Linked DNA regions of Gossypium hirsutum: all the other regions are linked to region 1. The links are chromatin contacts, called in public Hi-C maps. All regions are on one chromosome and are shown on one strand. Each heading gives the region's core, a stretch centred on a gene start, on an enhancer-like site or on the middle of the called end of the contact. The rest is flanking DNA. Distances are from core to core; before and after follow the strand shown.

Region 1 (4,435 bases), core at 1,418-3,917:
GTCTTACACTAGTTCTCGTCTCAATGCCAATGCCATGTCCTAGACATGGTCTTACACTAGCTCTCATAATGTGGCCGATGCATGTCCCAGACATGTCTTACACTAGCACACAAATAACCCAAATGTCATGGCATGAGTATCCGATTTATTTCTTAAAGTTCAAGCGGGAATTCTACTATCTTAATATTCATCCTACATAATCATTTCCACAAACAAGCAATTTAAGCTATATCAATTCAAACACATATAATAAAAATGTAGTTGTATTATTTACATACAACTTACCTCGAATTACAAAATGCAGGCGACTAATCGGTTTTAGTCTACTTGCTAGGCCTTCCCCCGGTCTAGGTTCGAATTTTGTAGTTCTTGATCTAAAAGGATAAAAATTCACAAGTTTAGACATTTTATCGGTCTAGGTACTTAACAAATTCATAATTGGGCAAGTTGACCATTTTGCCCCTAGACTTTTGCAAAATGATCATTTTAACCCTAGCCCCGAAAATCGATTTTTATCGAATTTCTTAATATCTTAAGCCTAGCCGAACCCTTTTTACTCTTACAGCAACCCAAAATTTTTATTATCTCTCACATTTATCATCTAATTTTCAACTTATGCAAAATGGTCCTAGTTAGGGTTTTCATGGAACCTACTTCACAAAAGTTGTTTATTACACAACCATAACTCATATTCTTCCATAAAATTTCAATTAACAACACATATGCTTTCATGTAAAAACCCTAGACTCTCAACCATTTTTCAAAATAGTCCCCTCATTTGAAAGTAGGGTCGTAGCCACGGGGGCTGGCATGGGCCCCGACCCCCCTAAAATGTAAAATTACATTTTAGGCCCTTAAATTTTTTTAAAAATTTTAAATTAATAAAGGTAAAATTTCACTTTGGCCCCCCTAAAATTATAAAAATTCGATTTAATCTTTTACAAATTATAAAGATATAAACTATAAAAAATTAAAATTTCAGCCGGCCCCTCCTAAAAAAGTTTTCTGGCTTCGCCCCTATTTGAAAGCTCATGTTACAAGGGTTCTAAAAGTAAAACAATCATCAAGAAAAACCATCAAGATCACTTACTTGAGAGAGTTACAAGTTGCTGAAATTTTCAAACTTTCAAACCCAAGCTAAATTTTCGGTGGAGAAGAAATGTTGAAAAGGGATGATATCTTCTTTTATTTTATTTCTATTTTAGTCAAATAAGCTACCAAAACCCACCTAATTTGACTTTTTGACCATTCTTGTCCCTATGGCCAGCCAAGCACTCTTTTTAGGGTTTATTTACCCTTTAAAGACCCCCAATTTTGGTTCTCTAGCTATTTGACACCCTTAGCTATCAAAATAGGACTTTTGCACTTTATGTGATTTAGTTCTTTTTCGCGATTAAGTTCTCAAACGCTAAAATTAATTCACCAAATTTTTCATGCACCTTTATAATCATGCCATCACACATAAAATAATATTAAAATAATTTCTATGACTTTGGAATAATGGTTCCGTAACCACTGTTCCAACTAGCCCCAAAATCGGGCTGTTACAGGATGTCTGTCACATGATAGATTTTGTGTTTCATTTGACTTGATAGGATAAAAAAATTGAGCCCATGTGATGTTTGGTGACCAACAACTTCATGTTCCCAATGAAGAGTAGGCCCCTCGTTGCTAAGATGGTCACTCTAGAAGGGTGAGTACTTAGTGGTCTCTCAGCTTTCTGGTGGCAGACTTACTGCTCAGGTGCCTTTTTTGCTAGCCACGTGTCTTTGATACGAATGGGGTATAACAATTGATGTAAGGCATAAAGATAAGTTTAGCCCTTAGCGTTTACTCTTTTTTTTTTCCATTTTGGCATTTTTTTGTCATTTTGGCTCTCAACCTTTAAATTTTAGTTAAATTACTTGCTTTTAGGCAGAAAATCTGACTAAACTGTTAAAATTTTAATGATATTGATGTGGCAGCTCATGTGGCATTTTACGTATACTTCACTGCTACTAAAGATAATTTTTTATAAACCGTTTAGTCAATTTTCCATCCAAAAGCAAACAATTTGACTAAAATTTAAAAATTAAAAGGCCAGAATTACCCCCTAAAAAAGAATAAGGGCTAAAATGACAAAATGAATAAAAAAGAGACTAAACTTTGCCATAAAGTAATAGCCATGTAATATATAATAAATTATGAGACATTCACAATATGAGTAAAAATAAAGTTATGTAATAAATATATTTGTAACATTAAAATAAAAAATCTCTTTCAAAATAATATAATTTATTTTGAAAAGTAAGGTATTTTTATTTGAAAAAAATGTTATATAACAGTAAGGCAAAACTCAAAAGAATTCACAAATAAATTTCAGCCACAAATTTTAATATTTCTTAATTTTATCTTTTTAAATATTTTTTTAAGATTTAATATCAAATTTTTAATATTTATTGTTTAGAATTCAATCATATTTAAGGTTTAGATTTTTTTTTACTTCTTTGTTTCTTTAATTTTTTTTGTTTTTATATATTTAGAGTTTTATAATTTTATAAAAATATTTAATTAATATTCAAATTTATATTAAATATAAGTAAAAAATAAATTATAAATATAAAATTCTACTATTAAATCGAAAAGAAATAAGGGCTTATATTTGGCAGTGAAATTGATTGAATTTTAGGGACTGTTAAAAGGAAGTCTTGCCCTTTTTATTTTTATTTCAATTAAGTTGATAGTGGGTTAGTTCGAGTGCAACTCAACTATGGGTTAAAGTATAGATATACGGTACGGGTGGCGGCTGGGTTTGTTTCAGAAGCATCGTCTCCCGACCCGGTCCGGCTTATCCAAGCTATAGCAACGTTAAGGGTAAATGTAAGATTGGAGACAATTTGTCGTCCCGCTTTTTAAATCAGCCACCAAATCTGAATCGTTACCTCCCCACCTATTTGGCTATTTCCAATCTCAGGAATCGTCTTCTTCGCTAAAACCCTCCTTAAGCCCTAACTTCTTTTTTTTTGCCGAAATACCCCATGTCTCCCTTGGGATCCCAATGAAGCGCGTTCTAAAAATCTCAGACGCTGCAGCAGCCCAATCGGAGAAGCTGCTATTGAATCTCCACAGGCACCCTTCGAAACCCAAATCTTTAATCTCACTTTCGTGTGCTACTCCAAGATCCTCCCTTTTCAGATTTTATGGAGACACTGTTGCCCCTGCCACGCATGCTCCCCTGCCCAATAAAGTCCCCGTTAATGTTATCAGCTTGTTCATTGAAAAGCTTTCTCTGGCAGACTCCCAACGCCGCCCCAAACAGGAATTGATGCAGAAAGTGCTTCAGCTCAGAATGGAATTGGTTAACGGTGTTTATTCTTCAGGGGAAGTGGTCCAGATTTTGGAGGGGAGAGGTGATTGGTTACTTGGGTGTTATGAATATCAGGGTGGTGTGCCTGCGCGTACCAAAGAAACCGATGACCGTGCTTTTTCAGAGTTATTGAAAAATCTGTGTTCTTGGCCTAATTTGGCATTGGAGGTATGTTTTTCTAATTTTCTTCTTTTTTGTTTGGATTTAGGATGAAATATTTTCTGGGTTTTTGTTTTTGTTGTGAGGGGGGGGGGGGGTTTGAAGCTCCATGGTAGACATTGGTATATGTTGGATATATGTTTTCATAGTAGACTGTTCCTTCAGGTATTTAATTGGAGGAGAAGAAAGATAGAACAAGGTTATCCCATGACGTCGGAAGAATATGCTAGTAGCATCACTATTGCTGGTAGGATTGAGAATGTAGATCTTGCTGTTGAGCTCTTTTCCGAGGCTGATAGTAAGCGGCTCAAGACAACTTCTACCTACAATGCGTTAATGAGTGCCTATATGTTCAATGGTCTCATTGACAAATGCCAATTAGTGTTTCGGAATCTAAAAAAAGAACCGTATTGTAGCCCCTCAATTGTAACTTATAACATTCTTATATCAGTCTTTGGTCGTTTGATGCTGATTGATCACATGGAGGCAGCATTTCAGGAGATTCAACATTTAAATCTCTCCCCTAATGTAAGTACCTATAACAATTTAATTGCTGCATATGTGACTGCTTGGATGTGGGATCGGATGGAAAGAACTTTCCATTTGATGAAGGCTGGACCAGTTAAGCCTGATATTGATACTCACTTGCTTATGCTTCGAGGATATGCACACTCAGGGAAATTGGATCAAATGGAAGAGACATACCAAATGTTAAAGCATCAGGTGGATGTCAAAACCCCATTGATCAGAGCCATGATATGTGCATATTGCAAGAGTTCAGTCAAGGATAGGACTAAAAAGGTTGAGGAACTGTTAAGGCTAATTCCAGAAGATGAATACAGGCCTTGGTTACATGTGTTGTTGATTAGACTTTATGCTCAGGAGAATAATTTAGAGAATATGGAGAAGTTTATTGACGAGGCTTTTGAG
Region 2 (4,182 bases), core at 350-2,849, 210 kb before region 1:
TTCCAGCAGTAAATTCCATTCACATCACAAAGTTTGTTTAAATTAAAAACATGATTGGATATCACTGAATCATCTCATATATGCAAATATTAATTAACCATATCCAGTAAGAACTCACAAGATGGCGCTGATCAGGGGAAAGGGATGTGTCAGTAACAGTCCAACGCAAACTTTTGGCAAGAATGTTCTTCTGAACTTTCCAGCCTCTATCCACATTGTATATTCTAATATCGCTTCCCTGAAACCAAAATTCACAATCAAATCAAATCAAGCCAATTACTAGCTACAGTCCAATGAATTCAATGTCAATCCGATCAATGATCAGATATAAGACAAGCAACACTACCTGAAACCCAGCAACGAATAGAGAACCATCAGCTGAAAATTGAGAAACATAGGCTCGGCTGGTCATCTGGTCCGCAAGCCAAGGACCATTTACCGGCAAATATCGGCTAATCATGTGACAACGATCTGCTGATGAGAATCCTCCTCTTCTTGAATAATTACCTTCTCGACCTGCCAACATTTTCACTGGGGAAACAGGTAATTTTTTCTTTCCTGGCATGAGTTGATGCAATCGTTCATTAGGCACTGATTTAAGGTTTGTAAGCTGGGCAATCTCGTGGTCTACTTTACAGAATGGTTTGTCGGACCTGTTACTGCAACCAGCTTCACTGGTGACATTACCGCCTTCAAACAACTCAGATTCTATCTCCAGCCTACTCATGGCATACCCCATTTCAACAATGGCAACCCACAGGCTGTAACAAACATTTTCAATATAAAAGCACTACAGAAACTTTTACATGTGCATAAACACTCCTACATATATGTACATATCTAGTAAACCTTCATATCAAAGGATATTTTGTTCAGTTCTTAATATTTCAAACCTGAAAAGAAAAAGAAAAAACATATAGAAAAACAAAAAGAGATTTGTAATTGACAAATCATGTTAACTGACCCGGTTGAAATCACATGCATACCAATAAAAAGAGTAGAAAAAGCCCAAAATTAAGACAAGTGTTAATTGACTCTGGTTAGGATCATAACTAAATATAACATCTTTGTGTCCTCTATCACGTTGAATTGAGTGATAAGCATAAGCTAGGAATTAAACCAAACCCAATTCGTTTATTAATAAAAAAAAAACCAATTCTAAATACAAAACAAAAGGCAAACTTTCATCTATACTGACTTAGAATTTGTCACAATTACGAGCACCAATTCAAATTGTCAGGAAAGAACAGAATACATGCAAAACAAAAAGAGCATCCAATGATTCGACCGTCAAACAAAGGAAAACCCAAAATTTCTTGAACATACAAGTAACAACTAAGAAGGCAGCTGCATGGTAAAAGGAATGATTATAAAAAAATAAATAAAAATTAAAAGAAAACTTAAGACAAAGTGGATAAGAGTGAAGTGTGAAGGCTTAGCTTTACCTAATAATTGTGTTACGGAGTGTTGAAGCCTTGGATTTTGCTGAGATTCAGTCAGACTGAGATTAACAGTTAGCCCGTAATGTTTATATTTTATTTGTTTTCTTATTGGGGGAAAATTACATATATTCTGAGTCACGAGTTAGGGTGGTTGATGATTTGAGCGGCCGCAATGTGCACACCTAATCCCTTTACATCTTCACACGTGTTCATTTGTAATGGCCTTTTGTATTGTATTTATTTCTCTTAAAAGTTAAATCTGCATCTCGTATGTGGCTAAACAAGGCCTATACGCCAATTTTATTTTTTAATCGCGGATTTTAACTTTAATTAGAGAAATATGTTGTTTCTAAGAAAGAGTTTAAAAGCGTGTTTAGTTTAGCGTATTTTTACATAATTTATAAGAATGTACGTTTAGCTGAACGCGCTTTTCTTTAAAGGGTATATTCTTCATTACTTTTGGGATGAATTTTTTTAAAAAAAATACTTTTCTCTTAAAAACAATGAAGAACACATATTATTGGGGCAACTTTTTTAACTTTTGGGATGAGCTTTTTTAGAGATGAAAAAGCAGTAAATTTTAACTTTTTCAGCCAAAAAGTACTTTTGGCTGTTATTTTACCTTTTTAACTTTACTTTTTGACTTAAAATGTGTTTGATGTTATTATTTTGTGTTTTCTTTCTTGGTTATTTAATATGATTTTTACAAATGTGTTAAAAGCATTAATTAAAAATAAAAAATATTTTTTAAAATAATATAATTGTGTTAATATCTAATTACAAATATTTAATTATTATATTTAAATATAGTTTATATATTCTAATTAAATTTAATAAATAATTAATATTAATTACTTAGAAATATTTAAAATTAATATTATATATTAAAATATTAACAATAAGTTATAATAAATTATTTTTTTATATTTTTACTAAAATATCATAATATTAACTAATTTGAACATTATTTAAATACATATTTGTTACTTTATAATATCATGTCTAAAATGGACATTTTACTTTTCAAAAGCACTTTTTGACAGCAATATCAAACACTTAAATTTTTCTAAAACACTTCTCAAAAGTACTTCTCAAAAGCACTTTTCCACAGCACTTTTCAAAAGTACTTTTCAAAAGCAATGAAGAACTGGCCCTAAGTAGCAATTTTTAACTTTTTTATTATTAGTATCTTTGATTAGATGTTTAAATGTTAGATGGTTTTGTTCTTAGGTCTCAAGTTCTATTCCTCTCCCATTTATATTTATATTTTTTATTTCATGTTAGCTTCTTCGGTTGAATGGTTAAATAATAATGCTTTCATCATTGAGACTCAAGTTCAATTCTCATTTTCTAAACACATTTTTAATTTTTATTTCATATCGTTTCAAGTTTTTTATTTTATTTTAATTTATCTTTTTAATTAATAACTCTTTTATTCATAAAATCAAATAATTATTACAAATATAATTATTTTTAGTAAATATTGTTAGATTTGTAAAATAAATCTAAAATAAAACTGAATAAACTAGGATTTATCATGTCAAATCATCAAGAATAAATCAAGAATAAAACTATATGCGAAAACATATTTGAATCCATGAATTCCTTAAAGTTTTACTGGATCTTGAGGATTTGATCTTTCAAATTAGCACACAAGAAATTTAGAGAATATCTGCTCTATCTTTCTTAATAATGAGATATTAGAAAAGATATCTTATTGTGTAATTTGGAGACCATAACCCTAATATTTATAACCTTGGCATATTAGTTCTAGTTCCTAATTAGCCCATCATTAATTAAAATTTGATTAGAATTCAATTATTAGAGTATCTACACATATTTAACACATACTTTATTTAATAATTAAAGCCCAATAAAATTCTAACCAAATTAGATCACTTTTAATTTGAGCTAACTTATCATGATAGTAAATAATAACATGTAATTACCTTTATTATATATGTGATGCCCATATTTTCCAACGATCTCCCACTTGGACCACATATATATACTAATTACACTATAATTACATGTCATTATACAACCTTATGAGTTCAAAATTTTACTATCATATCCAAAAGGCATTCCGAACAATCTTGTCCATTAATTATGTTAACATAGAACCAATGCGACTTTCGTTACATATATCGTAACTAAATCCATCTATGATCACGTATATTAACACAATCAAATGACATAGATCAAGTATGGATGTGTAGCATGGAAATTACATGCAATATGATTTAAACATGTCTATTTCTAACTGGTCCTCTTGTAACACCCCACACCCGTACCTTACGTCGGGACGGAATACGAGGCGTTACTTAAACTTGAACACATACATTCTCACGTTTCCGAGTCACCAAGAAATGGTCAAATTTAAAACTTTTCCAAACTTTACCAAAAACTCCTTAATGTGGGTTTACGAGGCCCAAATAATTCATTTAAAACCATTCGGGACCAATTCGGGTCATTTAAAGAACTCTAAAAAATAACACATGACATAGGGGCACACGCTCGTGTGAGAAAGGCAACACGCCCGTATGACCTTTTCAACATGGTCGTGTTGATGGCCCGTATGGTTCATACGGCCAAAGCACTTAGGGACACGCCCGTGTCCTTCACCCGTGTGGAATTAATTTCCACTTCGAACCTATAGGGGTTTTCACACGGTCTGATACACGCCCGTGCCCGGGCCCGTGTCCCTCACACGGCCATGACACGCCCGTGTCCTAGCCCG
Region 3 (4,295 bases), core at 1,316-3,815, 200 kb after region 1:
TACATGGTCTCAGGTTGTTACATGGCTTGGAGACACGGCCGTGTGAACCTATTTCAAATCACACATGGCTTGCGACACGACTGTGTGACACTATTTCGAGTCATACACAGGTTGGCACACAATCAGTGGCATGGCCATGTGACCCTATTTCTAATTCCACACGGTCGAGTATACAGTCGTGTGACCCTATTTTTGAATTGTATACAGTTTGACCACATAGCCATGTCCCTGAGCCACATGGCCTGGCCTTTTTCACACAGCCGTGTGACCCTTGTTTGTACATTTTACTCAAAATTTGTAGAAGTTTCAATTTAATCTAGAATTGATCTCGGTTTGTTTTAAATATTTTGTAAGCGCAAATTAGGTCCAGAATTGATTGAAAATCATGGAAATGGTTGAATATGATTTATTTGGTTGAATTTGATTGAAACTTGTGATAAATGTTCATGAATTATTGTTGTAATGCGTTATAGCTCGAGTCAGGCGAATGAATCAGGTATAGAGTGTTACAAAAAGTTTGGTAAAAATGCACCAAAAGTGCAATTGTTTTGGTTGGCATGAAATAGGTACCAAAATGTAGATTTTGAAAATTTTGCTCTAAGGTATCAATACCTATCGATACTTTAGCAATTTTTCTTAAATTTATTAAACATTGAACCAACCTTAAAATGGTATCGATATAAAGGGTAGGGTATCGATACCTTAAATAAAATACTGATGCTTTATAACTAGTATCGATACATTTGGTTTTAATTTTATTTTTCTAAACACCGAAGTTCAAATTCACATGAAGACCAGGTAAGGGTATCGATACTTGATATGAAATTTTGAAAACTTTGCAATTTGGTCTTATTTCATACTTGGGCCAAGAGAAGAGCTTTCGTAAGCTCGATTAACGCTCGAATTTAATTGTGTATCATAATATCTAGTTGTTTATGACATAATTGAATGTTTGAATGATTTATTTATGACATACTTGATTTGAAAATTTAAAATTGTTGCAAAAAAGTCCTTACTCGATCTTGGGTTGACATTAAAGCATTCATATGCTCATATAACACCTAAGAAAGAATGTTCATGATATTCAATGTTTTATTGTTTTTCATTGCATGAATGATGATATGAAATGATGATTTTACTGTGAATTTGTCAGTAGTTGCTCCGACAAAAATTGTAGCACCCTGTAGTTTAAACTTGACAATCGGGTCGGGCGAGGGGTGTTACAGTGTTGATGCGGTCGAGTGAAGGGTGTTACAGTGTTGATGCTCCAAACAAACCAAATAGCATATAAGTACAAATCCTTAAGACACACTAGAGAGCACATACATGTTAAGCTCGAAGGTAACAAAGAATGCACACGAGTGCATAATTGAAGACAACAAATATTGCACATAATATGTGTAAGACTCGAAAGAAACAAAACTCTATATCACAAGAGAACTCCACATCTAATCCCTATTGGCATGTCAATCATATCTTAACTATTTCACTAAGTTTATTAGGGCACAATAATAACCATAGATAACTTATTAACTGAGACCAATAACTTTCTTATAATTTAGGTATAGGTATACTCAGAGTTTAGAGATCCACTTAATTCAAAATATTATTTAATATTCATATGGAGACAGATTCATAGTTTCACAGTTCAGAGTTTTGATAGATAACTCATTGTCTAATTGCACAGATCAACACATTAACCATCACGTCTAATGGACTATGTTAAAACCAATTATCAAACATCTCATCAAATAATATTTTTATTATAAAATTCTCGAGTAAAAACCAAAATGCCTTTATATAGCAAAATTATCATTTTACCCTTTTTGCCTCAAATCACATTTTTTTCACAAGTAGGCACTTAATCACTCAAATTCCATAATTCACCTTTAGTGATTAGTAAGAATCCTTGGGTAGTTAAATCCTTCTCTCGATAATAATGAGAAAATTTATAATTTAGCCCATGTACTTTTAAATCTTTTCAATTTGGTCTCAAAAGTGATTTTCATCACACCAATACATATCCCAACTTATTCTTGTGCCAACTTTTTAAAATTACAATTTAATATTTTTTCTGAATTTGCATATTCACAATTCTTTCTATTGATTTCCATCTCCAACATCAATTTTCCTTTCATGAAATTCTTTGATCTGAATCATTTTCTAATATTTTTGGTATTTCATTGCATTCCATCCTAGGATAGTACCAAATGAAATATCAAAAATTTGAGGTGTTAAGGGATAATATGTTATGTGTAAAAAAATTAAGCTTCCATGTTCGCTGAAAGCATGAAACCTTATAATATATATAATTTATAAATATCTAATAATAAATATTTTATAATATAAAATATGAATATTTTAATAATATAAATTAATCTACTTAATTTACCACCATCTACTCTTATAAATTTACTTCAAAAGTTTAATTAAATATTGCTTATTGTTACGTCTATATAAATATTATAAAAATAAATTTTAATTGTAAAAAAATTTATAATGTTTTATAACAAATATAATTTCTACGTTATTAATATTATTGACTTCGTTGATTCCTTTGCCGCCCCTCTTTTCTATTCTCTGTCATCTTATGAAACTAATTTCGATGACAATAATGCCCTTCTCGTTTGACAGTATCCTAACTTGTCATACCCTTGTATCATATGGTTCAATTAAATGGATTGGTTCAATCAATGGGGCATATTTGGGAAACTCAAAAATATGTATGCCTCTCTCTCTCTCTCTCTCTCTCTCTCTCTCTCTCTCTCTCTCTCTCTCGTCAAATGGTCCTCACTTGGCTTCTCAAAAATATAGCTCACCACCGCCCACCTTCACCCCCCCCTTCTCTCTCTCCATCCTTAAAGAACACAATATTTCCCTCATAGAGAGCATGTTGAGGATTGGATTCAGGTTTGTGACTTTCTTCACATTTTTGGGTCTTTGTTCCTTTTTTGCTATTCCAACTTATTTTTCAGTTACAGATTCATACAAAAAGAACTCAAATCATTTCACAATATTTTCTGGGATTCTTTTCTTCTTTCATTATTTTCTGGAAGTGCAGCTTACTGTATTTAGTTTGCTACTACAGAAACATCATTAATGGCTTCATATGTAGAGCCTCACTTCCTCAGTGCTTTTATAACAGGGAATTATCGACACAAACTGGAAGGTATAGCAATGTTCTTCATCCTTCTTTTTATTATTTTCACAGTGCTTTAAATTAAAGTGTATAATATTTGACCTTTATTTCACTTTTAATTTTGGTGATTTGTTTTAAGTTGTTAGATAAAAAGGAGGTTAACGCCATTAAAAGCCTACAGAGGTAATGAAAAAGGCTAAAATCCCTAGACCCCATGGCCTTTGCATCTAGATTCGACTTTACTTTTTTAATTCCTTTATAATTATTAATAAAAAGCTTTTTTAAACCATCATTGATGTTATTGATCCGATAATAAACAAAAAGTCTGGTCGGTGTCACTGTACTCTGAAAAGATCTTCCATGAAATATTAAAAAAATGTTCTTTTTCTCTTTTGTTCTACTGATCCCTTGGCTTTTACTGGAAATTCCATTTTACTTTTTAGAACAATTTGTTTCTAATTCAACAATGCATGTGATAGCTTTGGAAGATACCCCATGGAAAAGATCTGAAGCTTTTTTAATAAAAAGAAATTGGTTAATCTTTACTTTATTCTAATTCGACTATTCAAATGGTATTTAGCAAAGCTGTTGTTTGAATATCATAGATGGAATCTCAAATATATTATTTATGTATAATGTCATATCAACTTATTCTACGTATTACTCATTAAAAATTTAACTATTGAATTAATGATGACTATTTGCTTCAAGATTGAAATTTTAAATTTAGAAAAATATAGAGACATGGAATACTCAATTAGAGTAAATTGATAATTAAATTTAATCAAATGAATTTAAATTTAAAAAATAAATAAGTATAAAAACTAGGATCCCTAGCAAAATTTAACCTTTCCTTTTTGCTTTCTTTTTCGCCTTTGCCATTGATGGCGACCACTGGTAAGTTTCAACCAATCCCAACTGGATTCCACTAATCCAACCACTACCTCAGCATATTCGACATTTACACTAGACTAGAATGAGTCATGGAAATATGCTAAAAATCTTAGTTACCCCATTAATATTCTCTACTAAATTTTACATAACATTAAATCTTTTACCAAAAACAGATGCCGGAGAAATGAGAATTTGTATCAAACCAGAAGATAAAAAAGAAAACGTTGAAAGATCAATGCCATTAAAATCTTTGTTTCTATGT

What was found. A called contact is a pair of places that touch in the nucleus more often than the background predicts.
Region 2: a Hi-C map of leaf shows a contact between it and region 1, with 3 times the contacts expected there. The contact joins the promoter of LOC107952169 here to the promoter of LOC107952199 in region 1. A contact is called at or near these places in 11 of 34 Hi-C or Micro-C datasets (hypocotyl, leaf and petal).
Region 3: a Hi-C map of leaf shows a contact between it and region 1, with 1.5 times the contacts expected there. The contact joins the promoter of LOC107949012 here to the promoter of LOC107952199 in region 1. A contact is called at or near these places in 6 of 34 Hi-C or Micro-C datasets (anther, callus, fibers and 1 more).

Annotation. Positions count from the first base shown.
Region 1 is chrA08:14,013,499-14,017,933 of Gossypium_hirsutum_v2.1, forward strand. It overlaps LOC107952199 (pentatricopeptide repeat-containing protein At2g30780), which reads left to right and starts at 2,668. Exons shown (of 3, transcript XR_001698805.2): 1 at 2,668-3,514; 2 at 3,671-4,435.
Region 2 is chrA08:13,806,630-13,810,811 of Gossypium_hirsutum_v2.1, forward strand. LOC107952169 (LEC14B homolog) reads right to left here and starts at 1,600. Exons shown (of 11, transcript XM_016887468.2): 1 at 1,446-1,600; 2 at 654-761; 3 at 347-558; 4 at 119-238. The coding sequence starts at 684.
Region 3 is chrA08:14,214,602-14,218,896 of Gossypium_hirsutum_v2.1, forward strand. LOC107949012 (short-chain dehydrogenase reductase 3c) reads left to right here and starts at 2,566. Exons shown (of 3, transcript XM_016883709.2): 1 at 2,566-2,910; 2 at 3,089-3,169. The coding sequence starts at 2,591.